2 separate regions of the Athene noctua genome follow, and region 2 is linked to region 1. Evidence: chromatin contacts called from public Hi-C data. All regions are on one chromosome and are shown on one strand. Each heading gives the region's core, a stretch centred on a gene start, on an enhancer-like site or on the middle of the called end of the contact. The rest is flanking DNA. Distances are from core to core; before and after follow the strand shown. Region 1 holds the start of NTMT1 (N-terminal Xaa-Pro-Lys N-methyltransferase 1). Region 2 holds the start of IER5L (immediate early response 5 like).

Region 1 (6,169 bases), core at 1,667-4,166:
GAGCCATTTGAAGGTGAAAGCTTTGGCTTGGGGATGTCCAACTTGTATCCCCCGGGCTCTATCCAACTCCATCCAACCAACACCTCTGCCCCAGCCTCAGAGGGCTTGGGGGAAAAGACCCCACAGTACAGTGCCCTCGGAGTGCTCCTCCATGGGGCAGGGATGAGGGGGTAGGTCCCCAACCCAGCCCCCCACCCATGCCGCGATGCTCATCCTTCATGCAGACCTCAAGCTGCTCTCCCCAAAGCTCTCCCCAGCACATGGGGCACCTGCCCCTCGAGCAAAGCGGGACAAGAGGACAGGCTGGTGAGACCCCGCAAACTAAGGGACCCTCACCGATGACCCACTGGATCCAGATGACATCGTAGGAGTTGGGCTCGGGGCTGAAGTCCTGGAGGCCGCAGCAGAAGTAGTTGCGCACCCGCCTACCCTCCTCTCCCAGGTAGCTCTTGGCCTTGGTGAGGAAGTCCTCTGTCACGTCCACCATGTCCACCGTCTTGAAGAGGGGCAGCAGCAGCCGCTTGGTGATCCGGCCAATGCCCGCCCCGCAGTCCAGAGCACGGGTTGTCCCTGTCCGGTTGGGACCGTCCTGGAACAACAACCATGAGGGGCTGAATCCCTCTGTGAGGTACCCACAGAGGACAAATGGGGCAACCATGCAGGATGCAGCCAGGCTACAGGGGACCCATTGCAGGGCAAAGCTCTCCCAGCACGCAGGCAATGGATGATCCCACGGAGCAGCTTGGAGGGAAGAACCCAGCTCCGTGCTGGGAGAAGGATGGGGCTTTGGGAGCATGACAGACTGTGCCACCTACCCGCAGAAACCTCTGCAGGAACTTCCTGGAGCTGTTGATGTCGATGCTGGAGATGTGGCCATAGCCCCCCAGCATGCCATCCACCGTGGCGGGCACATCCTTCCAGTATTTCTCTGCCTTGGAGTAAAACTCAAACTCGTTCTCCACTACCTCACTGGTCATGCTGGCCGAGGGGCACGTGCCCACGCGGGACTCGCTGCTCCTCCGAGACAGGGTAGAAACCACCAGTTAGGTCCGAAAGAGCCACAGGCACAAAGCCTCCCCCTGAACCCAGGAGGCAGGTGTCAGCTCTTTGAGTACCCCAGTTTCTATTCATCACCCCTTCCCCCTCCTCAGGGCTATCTCAAACCCTAAAAACCTTCAACTGAGAGCAAGAAGGAACGAAGATCTAAATCCTGGTATTTTCTGAAGGCCAACAAGCCCAAAAACCCTTCCCAGCAGGGATGCCTCGGCCTGACTAGGCATCCTGAAGCCTTGCTCAGCAATACCCCCAATTATATTATTATTTTTTTAAGGCTGACCCTCCCTTTCACCTATTCTGCCTCTTCTTTCCCTGTCTTAACGTTTTACAGATTACATGTTTATCTGTGGCGACAGCCCCATCAGTCACCTCCAATTACATCTGGAGTTGCTAAAAGTTATCCTAAGCACCTACCTCAGGATTGTAAATCTCAGCCGTGACCATAAGTTAGATATTTGCAATATAATAAAGTCAAGGTATAATCAGCAATACAAGCTATAAATCCCCCCCAGACATCTCATAATTCAAACCACTGTGGATTTGATTAACTGCGCAGGGGATTAGAAACTAGATTTAAGGTGGCCGAAGGGTAAATTCAAGGACTTCAAACACCTTTACAAATAAAGAAATATATAGTGTTCGTGGCTTGAATTTGCTGGCAAATATCCCATTAGACACAAAACCTTTTCTATGGCAGTTTAGGCGGTTTTGGTGGCCCCCCGAGGTCTTGGAAGAGCCTGTAGATGGAGCGGGGGGATGCAGCCTCTCACCTTACAGATCACCGGTTGAAATCCAGTTTGGCTTGGTGAGGCCAGGAGCCAGTCTGCGCTGTGATCTAAGGGAAGAAAAGAGGGGATTTTAGTTCCAGATCACCTCTCTGCTCCTAAGGCTGTGAGCGAGACTGACAGCAGCCCCACGGAGCTGGAGGCAAGAGTCACCCCGAGCCTGCTGGCCCCCTCCCGGGGCAGCAGTGGGGCAGGACCTGGTGCTGCCCCACAGTGGGGAGGCGGCAGGAGGCTGAGCCATGAGGGCAGCCGGTGCGTGGAGGGTTTTGGGCCCACTGCCTGATCTCATGGGCTGGGACCCAGGTTCGCCCTCCCAGCAGCATCACCCCTTCCTCGGCCCTGGGTTCGACTTGGTGACGCTTTTCAGGGTGTCATGGGCCCCCAGCATAGGCCGAGAGCACCCAGCGGGATGGCTCTACCCACCAGCATGGGCCCTGCTGCTGGCGCCCCCCCTTCCCGCTGTCCCCGGAGCCCCTGAAATGTGGCGGCTCCTCAGGTGACGGGCGGTCAGGTGAGGGCTACTACTCGCCCCACGGACCCCCGTAGCTAGGGGGAGAAGGTCACACCGGCCCTCCCCGCTTTTGGGCCCGTTCCCCAACCCCTGGGGCCGTCTGCGGGCAGGGGGGCGGCAGGGAAAGGCGGGGTGCGAGGTGTCCCCAGGACCAACGCCCGGGGGGGAGGGGGCACCGGTGTCCCATCCCCGGGGGCTGGGGGGTTACACCTGCCCCGCCCGTGGGGCTGAGAGGGGGCGGCTCTTGGTTCAAGGCCTACACCAGCCATTTCCCGGTACCCCCCATCGGGGCTGGGGACCCCCCGCGCTCCAGGACCGCGGCGTGGGCACCCCCCCGCCCCGGGAGCCCCGCAGGCCGCCGGGCTGCAGCCCTGCCCCCGGGTCGGGGGTAGACACCGGATCCGGCCCCGGCAGCTCCCCCGGCCCCGCCCGGCCCCCGCTGCTGCGGAAACGGGGCGGGGGGCGCCCGGTCCCGCCCGGCCCCTCGGGTCTGGCGGCCGCGACCCCCGACTCCCCCCCGGTTACCTCAGGCGGCGGCCGCGCTCTGTCCCCCCCGCCCCCTCACCCGCCCCCGCTGTGACGGGCAGTCGCGGGCACCAACCAGGCGGCGGCGTTCGCGGTGACGTCACGGTGAGGTCACGCCGGGGGGCGGGCCCTGCCGCGCTCTCCCACCGGCTGTCCTCGGGGGGGCGCCCCGGGGGGTCAGTTTGTCCGTTGTGGGTCAAACTGGGGAGGACTGGGACAGACTGGGGCGGCCCGCGGGGGAGCGCGGCGGGGTCCAGGGCAGCAGGAGGGTCCGGCCCCGCCCCGGTGGGGGGGGCCCGGTGCCCGCCACGTGTGTCCGCACCGTGTCACGAGTGGCCCCGGGGCTGCCCCCGCGGACGTGGGGCCGAGGCGGGGGGGTCCGAGGGGCGCAGGAGCCCGTCGGCGGTGACACGGCGGGGGGTGGCAGCGGGATGGCAGGGCCCGGGGCTGGGCGGCGGGGTCGGGGTAACCAGGACAAGGCAGCCCAGGGGTGTCGGGGTCCGGGTGCCCGCCTGCCCCCGGCCCGGCCCCGCTGCTGCCGCCGCCCCGTCCTTGTCCCGCCGTTGTCCTTGTCCCGGTCCCGTCCCGTCCCGTCCCGTCCCGCTGTGTCCCGCCGGGGCCGCGAGGGAGCGCTGTTGTCCCGCCGTTGTGCCGCCGCCGCGGGAACTTCGCTTCGTCCTGCCCGGGGCGGGGGGGACGGACGGACGGACCCCGGCCCCTTTGGGGGGACACCGGTCCCTTTGGGGGGCACCGGACCCTTTGGGGGGACACCGGCCCCTTTGGGGGGCACCGGACCCTTTGGGGGTACCAGCCCGGACCTTTCGGGAGGGAAGCTGCCGCCCACCCTCCCCCGGGATGGTCTCCGGTCGACGGACAACAGCCCACCCCATCGCCTCCCGTCTGTACCGCGGCCCGACGGGGCTGACCCCCCACACACACACTCCCGGGGATGGGGACCTGGCGCTGCCCGAGGCTTTGGGAAGGGGGTTGCTGTGGGGACAAGTGTCAGCGACAAAACTGGGCTGGCTGCAGCCGTGTTCCTGGGGAAAGGAGTGCGGTGTGGATTCTCCGGTGTCTAATACGGGGTGAGTCCTTCCCTCAGCAGGGCACTGGCCCCTCCCTCATTGTCCCCCCCGCGGACACCGACTTGCACAAAACCTGTAGGAACAAAACCTGCTTGAAATCATGCAAAACGATCGGAAGGTAGCAGCCAGAGGGACAACACTGCATAGGCACAGAGGGGGTGGGCCTGTTCCCACTCAGCCAGCACCCACCTACACCCCAAAATGTCCTAATGGCTTCAGCAAGGACTTGTTGGCCCCAAAACAGCTGCTTCCCCCACAGCCATCCCAAAATCCATGGCCCAATCAGGATGCGGCCTCGGTGCCAGAGCCCCTTGCCATCCTTCCACGGTGCCTCTGCGGAGGCCCCATCCCTGGGCAAGCAGCTGTCGCCCCCCGACAGCTTTTGGGTGTCCGGGTCCCCCAAGTCCCTGAGAAAAGACCTGAGTGTGCGGGGGGGTGGCAGCAACCCGCAGCGGGAGCTGGTGGCAGGGGCCAGCAGCGCGTGTTTAGTTGGCTGCTGAGTTGGGGAATGCATCGAGAGCATCTCTCCGCACAGAAAGCACTGCTTTTGCCCCATTTTGCCTTCCAGATCTTAAGGAAATGAGGTTATCTCTCACTGGGGAGGGGACACTGAGCACCAGGCCGCAGCACCCAGCTGCTCCCAGGTTGGGGTAGTGTCTGGGGAGGTGCTCGGCGGTGAGCCAGCACGGAACATCCCCCATGCACAGGCACCTCAATGACCAAAACCCACCAGTTTTCCCCTCACTGAAGCCACCAGCAGCAACTGCACGGCTCTGGTCATCACCTGCATTTTCAAGCAGGCCATGGGGCAGCCACATCCCATCCCTGCCACCTATTTCCCACAGGAGCCTGCAGTATTTGCTCCCCCCAGCTTCCCCCCAAAAGATATTTTTCTCCTTTTTTTTTACTGTGCTGCACTGGGGCTCCTGAAGACCAATTCCATTAAGCCCTAGGCACCCTCCTCCATCCTTGCCCACCACCAAAGCCCTTTGTGGTGGCAGGGAGGGGACAGTGCTCCTGTCCCCACCCAGGGGCTGGGGCTCCACATCAGCCCTTCAGGTTTCAATGAACCCGGGATTTCAATGGAACCGGGGTCCAATCTCACTTGCAAATGTTCCCTTTGATTTTATATTATTGTTATTACTAAGGCAATAAAGCGTGGCTGAAAATTAAGAGAGGAAAAATAAATCAGTTGAGCGTCCCTCAGCTGACCACACTCCTGAGCCCGGCAAAGGGCCGGGGCCGAGGGTCCCGCCATCGAGGACACCCTTTCGAACACCACTCTCTGCTGGGGACGGATCCAGCCTTGGGGCCAGTTTGTGCAAATCCAAGTCTGCAAAAACGTGGCAGCAGCAACGGTTCCAGCCACGCCGCAGAGCCGCCCGCTCCTCTCCTCAGCTCAGCTGCCTCCCCGTGGTCGCTGCTGCCGGGAAATGCTTTTCCTGTGACCAGTTTCAATCTTGTCACTCAGTAATTCCTTGTGCAACGAGACAGAAAACACCCCCCAGACCCCCTTCTCCAGCCCATTTGTTTCCCTGCGCACTCTCCTTCTGCTCCCTTTCACTCGCTGCCTTTCAAGGTAATCACCGGCGCTGCAATTGCTCTTCAGGAATATTTTTTTTTCTTTTCCCCAGGTGCTTAATCACCCTTATTACCCTTTTCTGATTAATTAATTCTAATTAATTTTGCACTATCATTTTTGAGAAGAGGTGACCAGGACGGCACATGTTGTTGCAGGTGATTTGTAAGGCAGGTCCTGCAGCGTCGGCACAGTCCTTCCCTCGGCGGCATTTAACCCAGGTCCGGGCAGGTGCCTGCTGCCCCGTTTGCTGCCATTAATGGCAATTAATAGAGCAAGAAGCCCTCCGAGGCCCTGGGAGGAGCCCCGAGGTACTTTGCTGGGATCCACACAAGGTGCTTCCCCCTCCTTTGCTCTGCCGAGGCAGCGGGGTTTGACCCCGACCAAACCTGCCCCTGTGTCCATCTCTGCCCAGCTCCATCAGCCGCCTCTGCCGCGCCGTGGCCGAGGCTTGGGAAGTCAGAATAAATTAGGTCAGGGCTTCTCCCCGCTCTGCTGAGAGCTTCCAAGGGACTCAGAGGGGTGGCAGAGACATGGGTCCCTTTGCGCCAGCCATCCTCCATCACCTCTCATCCTGCCACAGCAGTGCCAGCCCTTCACCACGGGGCCTTCGGAGCTGAAATATGAT
Region 2 (6,458 bases), core at 2,727-5,226, 130 kb after region 1:
CTCTGGGTGGCAAAGCCCCACTGGCAAGTGCCTGATCTCCAATTGTTGCAACTTCACGTTTCATTGGAAAGGGAAGGAGGGGGTTAATGAAGGAAAGCATTGCCAGTTGGAAGTGCTACCTAAAAAGGGTTTCTCCTACTAGCTGAAGCAAAATGGTTTCTCTTGCCAGCTTGTTTACTCTGCAGCTGAGAGCAGCGGACCGCCAGGTTTTGCTGCTGGAGCCTGCTGCAGGATCGACGGCTACAAAACCGGCCCTGGCACCAGGACATCAGCAGGGCTGGACCGACTGTGGTACAGCTGCACCGTCCCCAGTGCAGGGCCAGCCCCACGGCGCCCGCGCCGCAGCCAGGCCCCCAGGACCAGCAGTGTGGACACTGGGAAACGTGGAGCTCCAACCCTCCAGACAGCAGATCCTGGGCCCATCCTCCTTTCCTTTGGGGAAATAATGGTACTCGCCACTTAACGGCCAGTTAAAAGCTGCAATTACGTTTAACCGAGATGGTTTTAGACCAAGTGTCCCCTACGGCAGTAGGGTCCTCAGGGCCCTTTCCCATGGGAAGGGCACGCAAACCCCAGCAGAGTCCAGGGAATAGGGATGCTGGACAGGACATAGAGATTTGCCTGGGAAAGGCAAGCACCAAATCATCCTGCCCCAGCTTGCTTCTGCAGAGACAGAAAATGGACAGGACTCGTTATCCTCTTAGAAAAGCAGAGCCTACAGTCTTGTGCCAAGACAGGTATCAGCCAGATTCCTGTCTCCAGGAGATTTTGGAGTCCACAGGCCAAACTGAAGCAGCACAGCTTTCGCAGCACACAGCCCATCCCGGCTCTAGGATTAAAGCCATCGTATCTGCAAACAAAACACTCGCACTCTCCAGGAGAGCCAGCCGGGGAGGAGAGAGAACCTGCAGCCACCGCCAGCCTCACCAGCTGCAACGCGGTGCCCGGCAGTCAGCGTGAGGATCAGGCCCATGTTTTATAGCCTTTATATTAATTACCCGGAGTCTAAATAAGATTAAAGCTTTAATTCTGTCTTCATCTCCTAGAGGCTCACGCTGTGCTCTTGGGTTTTCCTGGTGCCACGAAGCTTCTCAGGCAGCTACAGCAGAGGGCACTTCTCCGACAGCCAGAGACAGCAGCATCTCCCACAGCAGGGTTGCCCCACGATGCCCAAACAGCCTCGAGGACACGCCACCCTCTGCAAGACCCTCTGCACCTCCATAAACCCAGCACTGCTGCAGGCAGGGCCCTGTAAAGTCCACCTGATCCTTCACTTAAAGCCACGACCCGAGGCCAGCGGGGCCATGTGATGATTAAAGAGCAGAGGGCGAGTGCTGGGCAGTGTCCCGAGGCCACGCTGCAAGTCCGAGCCGAGGCGGAGGATGTCTGCCAGGGTGATGTTTTGTGGCTGGCACCATCCGCACTGCCCAAGACACCTTGTAGCAGCCGGCCGATGGGCAATTCAGGTTCTTAGCCTGGACCACCTAGGCTCAAGTTTTACAGCTGGAGATGGGCCAGGGAGCAGCGAATGCCAGCTGAGCAAGAGAGGCAATCGCTGCCTGTGCTGGTTGGGTGGAAGGTATGTCATGGGCTGGCAGCATCACTGCTTGTTGCCCTGGTTCCCAGGTGCCCAGGAGGCCACAGAAAACACTGCAGAACCACAGCTGGGGCTCAGCCCACCAACACCCTATGAAGGCAGAGCCTTTCATCTCACTGAGTGGGAGCAAGGCCTGGCTCCAGCCACCAAGGCACCCAAAGCTCAGCACTGGTCTGTGCAATGTGCCCCAAACCCCAGCCCTGCTGCACCCCATATTATCTGCACAGAGCAGCTCCGGGTATCACCTCCCGGATCTCCAGCTGCAGCACTGCCACAGCCATGGAAAAGCCAGCCTGCAGCCAGGAAGGATCACAAGGGAAAGGGACTGGGAGAGGAGAGGAAGGACAGAGCACAGTCCCCCATCTCCAATGCTGCCCATACCCACCACCTTGAGCTACAGACACCCTCTAGGACAGAGCTGTGATCATTTTCCACACTACAAACAAGGAAAGCGGGTCAAGAGAATCCTACAAGAGCTTGGGAATACACAGAGGGTCATTTGCCCCAGTCTGCATGGCTGAGAGCAGATTGTGGAGAAGGCTGCTCCACAAACAAGGTTGCACAAGCGAGGACTTAGCCAGCTGCCACTCAGGGGGCAATGAGCTGCTGTCCCACTGTCCCAAGTGCTCTTCCACAGGGAGAAAATCCTTTGTGGCACTGGGCCTGCTCCCATTCCCTTGGGTGAAGGACATGGGTCAGCTGAACCAGCAGAGTCCAGCCAGGCCAGGAAGCAAGCAAAGCCCTAGTCCTTTGAGCATGCCCCCATAGACACCACCCCCCCCCAAAAGTTGATGAGCCCAGTGACCACCTCGTGCAACTGCCCCTGTGGTTTGAAGGTTGGGCTGCACTGGTGGAAGTGAGGGCTTTGGAGGTTTTGTCTCTCCAGTGGGCTCCTCACAACCCGCAGACTGAAGGCTGCCTGCACTCGCCACCACGGTACGCACACCAGCACGTCCCCAGGCAGGGACTCAGCATGGGGAACCTCCGCAGGCAGGGGGGAAACCCCCCTCCTCTCTCCTACCTTCTGCTTTTGACGGAAGAGGCCATTTCAGAAGCAGCTCTGCAGCTCCCGTGGCCCCAGCACGGCAGTCCCTCCCAGGCTCCCCAAATCACGGCCTCTTTTTTCACCAAGACGTTGCAGCCCCCAGCTCTTACCTGCTGGCCAAGGGCCGCTCCTCTGTGGTGACACCGGCTTTCCTGAGTGCTGCTGCTCCCCGGGCAGACGGCTGGGTCCCTCCGTATTCGGGTCCTTTAAAGCATCATCATCCCCTCCTGCACCCCCCGACCCCCTCCCTCACACAAGGGCCTGCCCAGACCTGCCCCCCCCGCCATCCATACACCCTGTGAGGGGGCACCCATCGGAGCAGGGGGGCCACTGCCCTGCAGATTCACAACCGCTGCGTGTGACAAGGTGGGATGGGAGCCCTCGATTAGCCACAACCCGCGCGCTGGCCTGCTCCCACTTAGGGGGAAAACCAGGTGTGATTGGGGCACTCTCCGAGCAGGGGCTGATGCACAGTCCCGCTCCCGTGTGGGGGGAAACATCTGAGCGCTCTCCACCAAGCGTGGGGTGAGGGTGGGTGCTTGCAAGGCAGGACAAGGGGTGTCCCTGCCGGGGGCTGCTCAGGGTCGGGGTGCGGGGGGACCCCGCAGTGCTGGGGTGTCGCCAGCCCTTCCTGACCTTTGACGCGCCAGGACTGGGGCAGCCCAAAGCGGAGCGGGGAGCGCCGGGGTCTGCAGAGGGGGGCAAGGGGGGACCCCCAGAGGATGCCGGTACCACCAAGGGTGCTGGGGAAAGGCGGAGCCCCGGGGTGTCACGCACGGAGGGGTGCGGGGGGGCCGGTGTCCCCAGAGAGCAGAGCGGGGCGGCCTCGGGGCGTGCCCCCGCCCTCACGGCTGCTCGGGGCCGCCCAGCGGGGCGGGAGCCGCTCCCCGCCCGCTCCGCTCACCTGTGTGAGGGGAGCGGCGCAGAGAGGCGGCGCCCCGGCCCCCCGCCGCCGGCGGCCCCCCGCCGTTCCCCCCTCCCAGGCCCGTCCCGGCCGGGCCGAGCCCCCACCGCGTCCCCGCCGCCCTCCCGGGCCGCGCCGCGCCTGTCAGCGTTTGAACAGCGCCAGGGGCCCGCCTCACCCTTATTGGCCGCCGCGCCCGCCCGTCAGGCCGCCCGCCGCCGCCCCGTTGGCCGCGCTCTCCGGGGGGGGCGGGGCGTGGCCGGCGCGGCGCTATAAAAGGCGGGGGCTGGGCGGGCGGGCGCTCAGTGCCGCTGCGCGACAGGTACCGGCTGGCTGGGGGGGGCGGGGTGCGGGGGGGCGTGGCGCGAAGGGGGCGGGGCAGGCGGGTGCGCGCGCGGGGAGGGCGGGCGGGGGCGGCGCGCGGGGCGGGCGGGGGCGCGCGCGGCGCTGCCTGCGCTGCCTGCACGCGCCGTGCCTGCTCGGAGCGCGGCGGCGGCAGCAGCGGGAGCCACCGGCGCGCACGGCGATGCCCGCTCTGCTCCCGCCGCTGGCCGTCCCCTGAAGACACCCCTCTCTATTCCCCCACCCCTTCTCCAGCGACCTCAGGCTCTTTCCCCCCCTTTCCCCTTTCCCCCCCCTTTCTATTTCCCTCCCCCCCTTCCCCCCCCCCCCCCCTACGCCTCTTTATCCTCCTTTTTTTGCGACCCTCCGCACCCTCCCGGCTGCCGTGTGGATGCGGCCCGGGGTGCCTGGCTGCGCGGGTGGCGAGAGCAGATGCTGAGGGGCCGGAGGAGGATGGAGTGCACCCTCGATGCGCAGAGTTTGATCAGTATTTCCCTGCGGAAGATCCACAGCTCCCGCACGCAGCGAGGCGGCATCAAGCTCCACAAGAACCTGCTCGTCTCCTATGTGCTCCGCAACGCCCGGCAGCTCTACCTGAGCGAGCGCTACGCCGAGCTCTACCGCCGCCAGCAGCACTACCCCGACGGCGCCCCGCTCCTCGCCATGCCCGCCTGCCCGCCGCCCGCCGCCGCCCCGCCGGAGCTGGCGGCTCTCCCGTTACCCGCCGACACGCAGGACCGCGAAGCTCGGAGCTGCGCGGCGGTGCGGGGCGGTGCGGAGCTGCTGGAGGTGCCGGTGTGCGCGGCGCCCCCGGAGCTGCAGCGAGCGCCTTGCAGAGACTCCTCGCCGGGTTTTTACCGGGCGGCCGGCAGCGCCGGTCCCGGTGGTGGTGGAGGCGGCGGCGGCGGCGGCAGCGCGGCCCCAGGGCTGCTCTACGCCGCCGGCTGTGACTTCGGGAGCGGCGGGGCGCCGCACTGTAGCAGCCGCACCACCGTGCTGGATTTGGACACTCACGTCGTGACCACGGTGGAGAACGGGTACTTGCACCAGGACTGCTGCTCGCAGTGCCCCTGCTGCTGCCAACCGGCACCGGGGCTCGCCTCCCCACCGCCCGCACCGGGCACCAAGCGCAAGTATTACCCGGGGCAGGAGGAGGAAGAGGAGGGGGTGGAGGAAGGGGAACCGGGGGGAGGCGGGGTGGCGGGCGGCCCCCCCTTCGCCCCGTGCACCAAACGCGCCCGTTTCGAGGAGTACAGCGCCGAGCACCCCCAGGACTCTTCCAACATCTCCAACTTGATCTCCATCTTCGGCTCCGGTTTCACGGGGCTGGTGAGCCGGCAGCAGGCGGACTCGGAGCAGCCCCTCAACGGGCAGCTGTGCGGCAAGCAGGCGCTGGCGAGCCTGGGAGCCTGGACTCGGGCCATCGTCGCGTTTTAGAGAGGAGCGGGGAGCAAAAGGGGGAGCGGGGAGGGAGAGGAGGGGGGTGGGGGGCGGCGTGGGGGGGCGGGGGGGTGTTTGCAAACCCCGGGGGTGCGATCCGAGGGACAGCGGCTCCGGAGGGGGGGACCCTGAAACAAAGGCGGGGAGAGGGGGGGTGGGGGTGGGGGGGGGTTGGGGAGAAGGGAAGAGGGGGGGTGGGGGGGTGCCGAGGGGTTCGCAGGGGAGGTGGGAGGGCAGAGCCACGCTAGTGTTTTATAAATTGTACAATAAAGAGAAAAAAATCTAAGATCTTGGGACTTTATTTTTGCAGAGATGGGGGGGGGGAGGAAACAAAACAACAACAACAAAAAAAGCAAACAAACGAAAACAAAACAAAACAGCCCCCGCCGAAGCACCTATTTCAGTAATCCTCTTTGTGTCCGCCCGGGTTCGCCGGGGAAGCGCCACGTGAGAACCGGCCCCGCCGCACCGGCCCCGGGACCCCGCGGCGGCGGGAGCGGCCCCGGCCCGGCGGCCCCGGCGGGGACCCTCCGCCCGCGGCTCGGGCGGCTTTGGGGTGCGGGGAGGGGGGGGTGGGGGGAGAGCAGCGGCTGCCGGTTCGCTTTTGTGCGAAAAAAAAAAAAAACCAAACCCACATTTCAACTTTCCTCCCAGAAGAAACGTGTGCGCTGTGACTTCTCCCCGCCGCCTGTGCCGGGGGAACGCTGGAGGGTGACGAGCGCTCAATTTGGGGGGGTGGGTTAAAGCAGGGGCCGGGGGTCCCTCCGGGCTGCCCCCCGCCGCACCGGGGAGGGGACAGCCGCCCCCGGCAGCCCGGAGCCGCCGCCGCGGGGTGCGATGCCGCAGGTAACCGGTAACGCCGCTCATGCCTCCGGGGTGCTCTGCCGGGTCTCTCTCTTTTTTTTTTTTCTTCCGTTTTTTTTTTTTTTTTTTCTTCTTAAGTTCAACTGTTCTGCTTTCAGGCTTCCAAAATCATAAAACCAGCACTGTTTGCCCTTGTGAAGAGATCTGTCTCCTGTAGAGTCTCTTGATTATTTTTTTTATATTATTCTTTTTTAAACAAGAAAAACCTTTTGTTGTAAAAAGGTGGCTTTTCTGGTCGTCCCCCCCCTCTTTGTTTTTTTTGCAGC

The links. A called contact is a pair of places that touch in the nucleus more often than the background predicts.
Region 2: a contact with region 1 is called in a Hi-C map of heart, with 6 times the contacts expected there. The contact joins the promoter of IER5L here to the promoter of NTMT1 in region 1. A contact is called at or near these places in 2 of 2 Hi-C or Micro-C datasets (heart and liver).

What each region holds. Positions count from the first base shown.
Region 1 is chr20:6,343,972-6,350,140 of bAthNoc1.hap1.1, forward strand. NTMT1 (N-terminal Xaa-Pro-Lys N-methyltransferase 1) reads right to left here and starts at 2,917. Exons shown (of 5, transcript XM_074923666.1): 1 at 2,878-2,917; 2 at 1,827-1,891; 3 at 816-1,011; 4 at 337-589. The coding sequence starts at 977.
Region 2 is chr20:6,476,179-6,482,636 of bAthNoc1.hap1.1, forward strand. IER5L (immediate early response 5 like) reads left to right here and starts at 3,977. Exons shown (of 1, transcript XM_074923713.1): 1 at 3,977-5,350. The coding sequence starts at 4,321. The coding sequence ends at 5,325.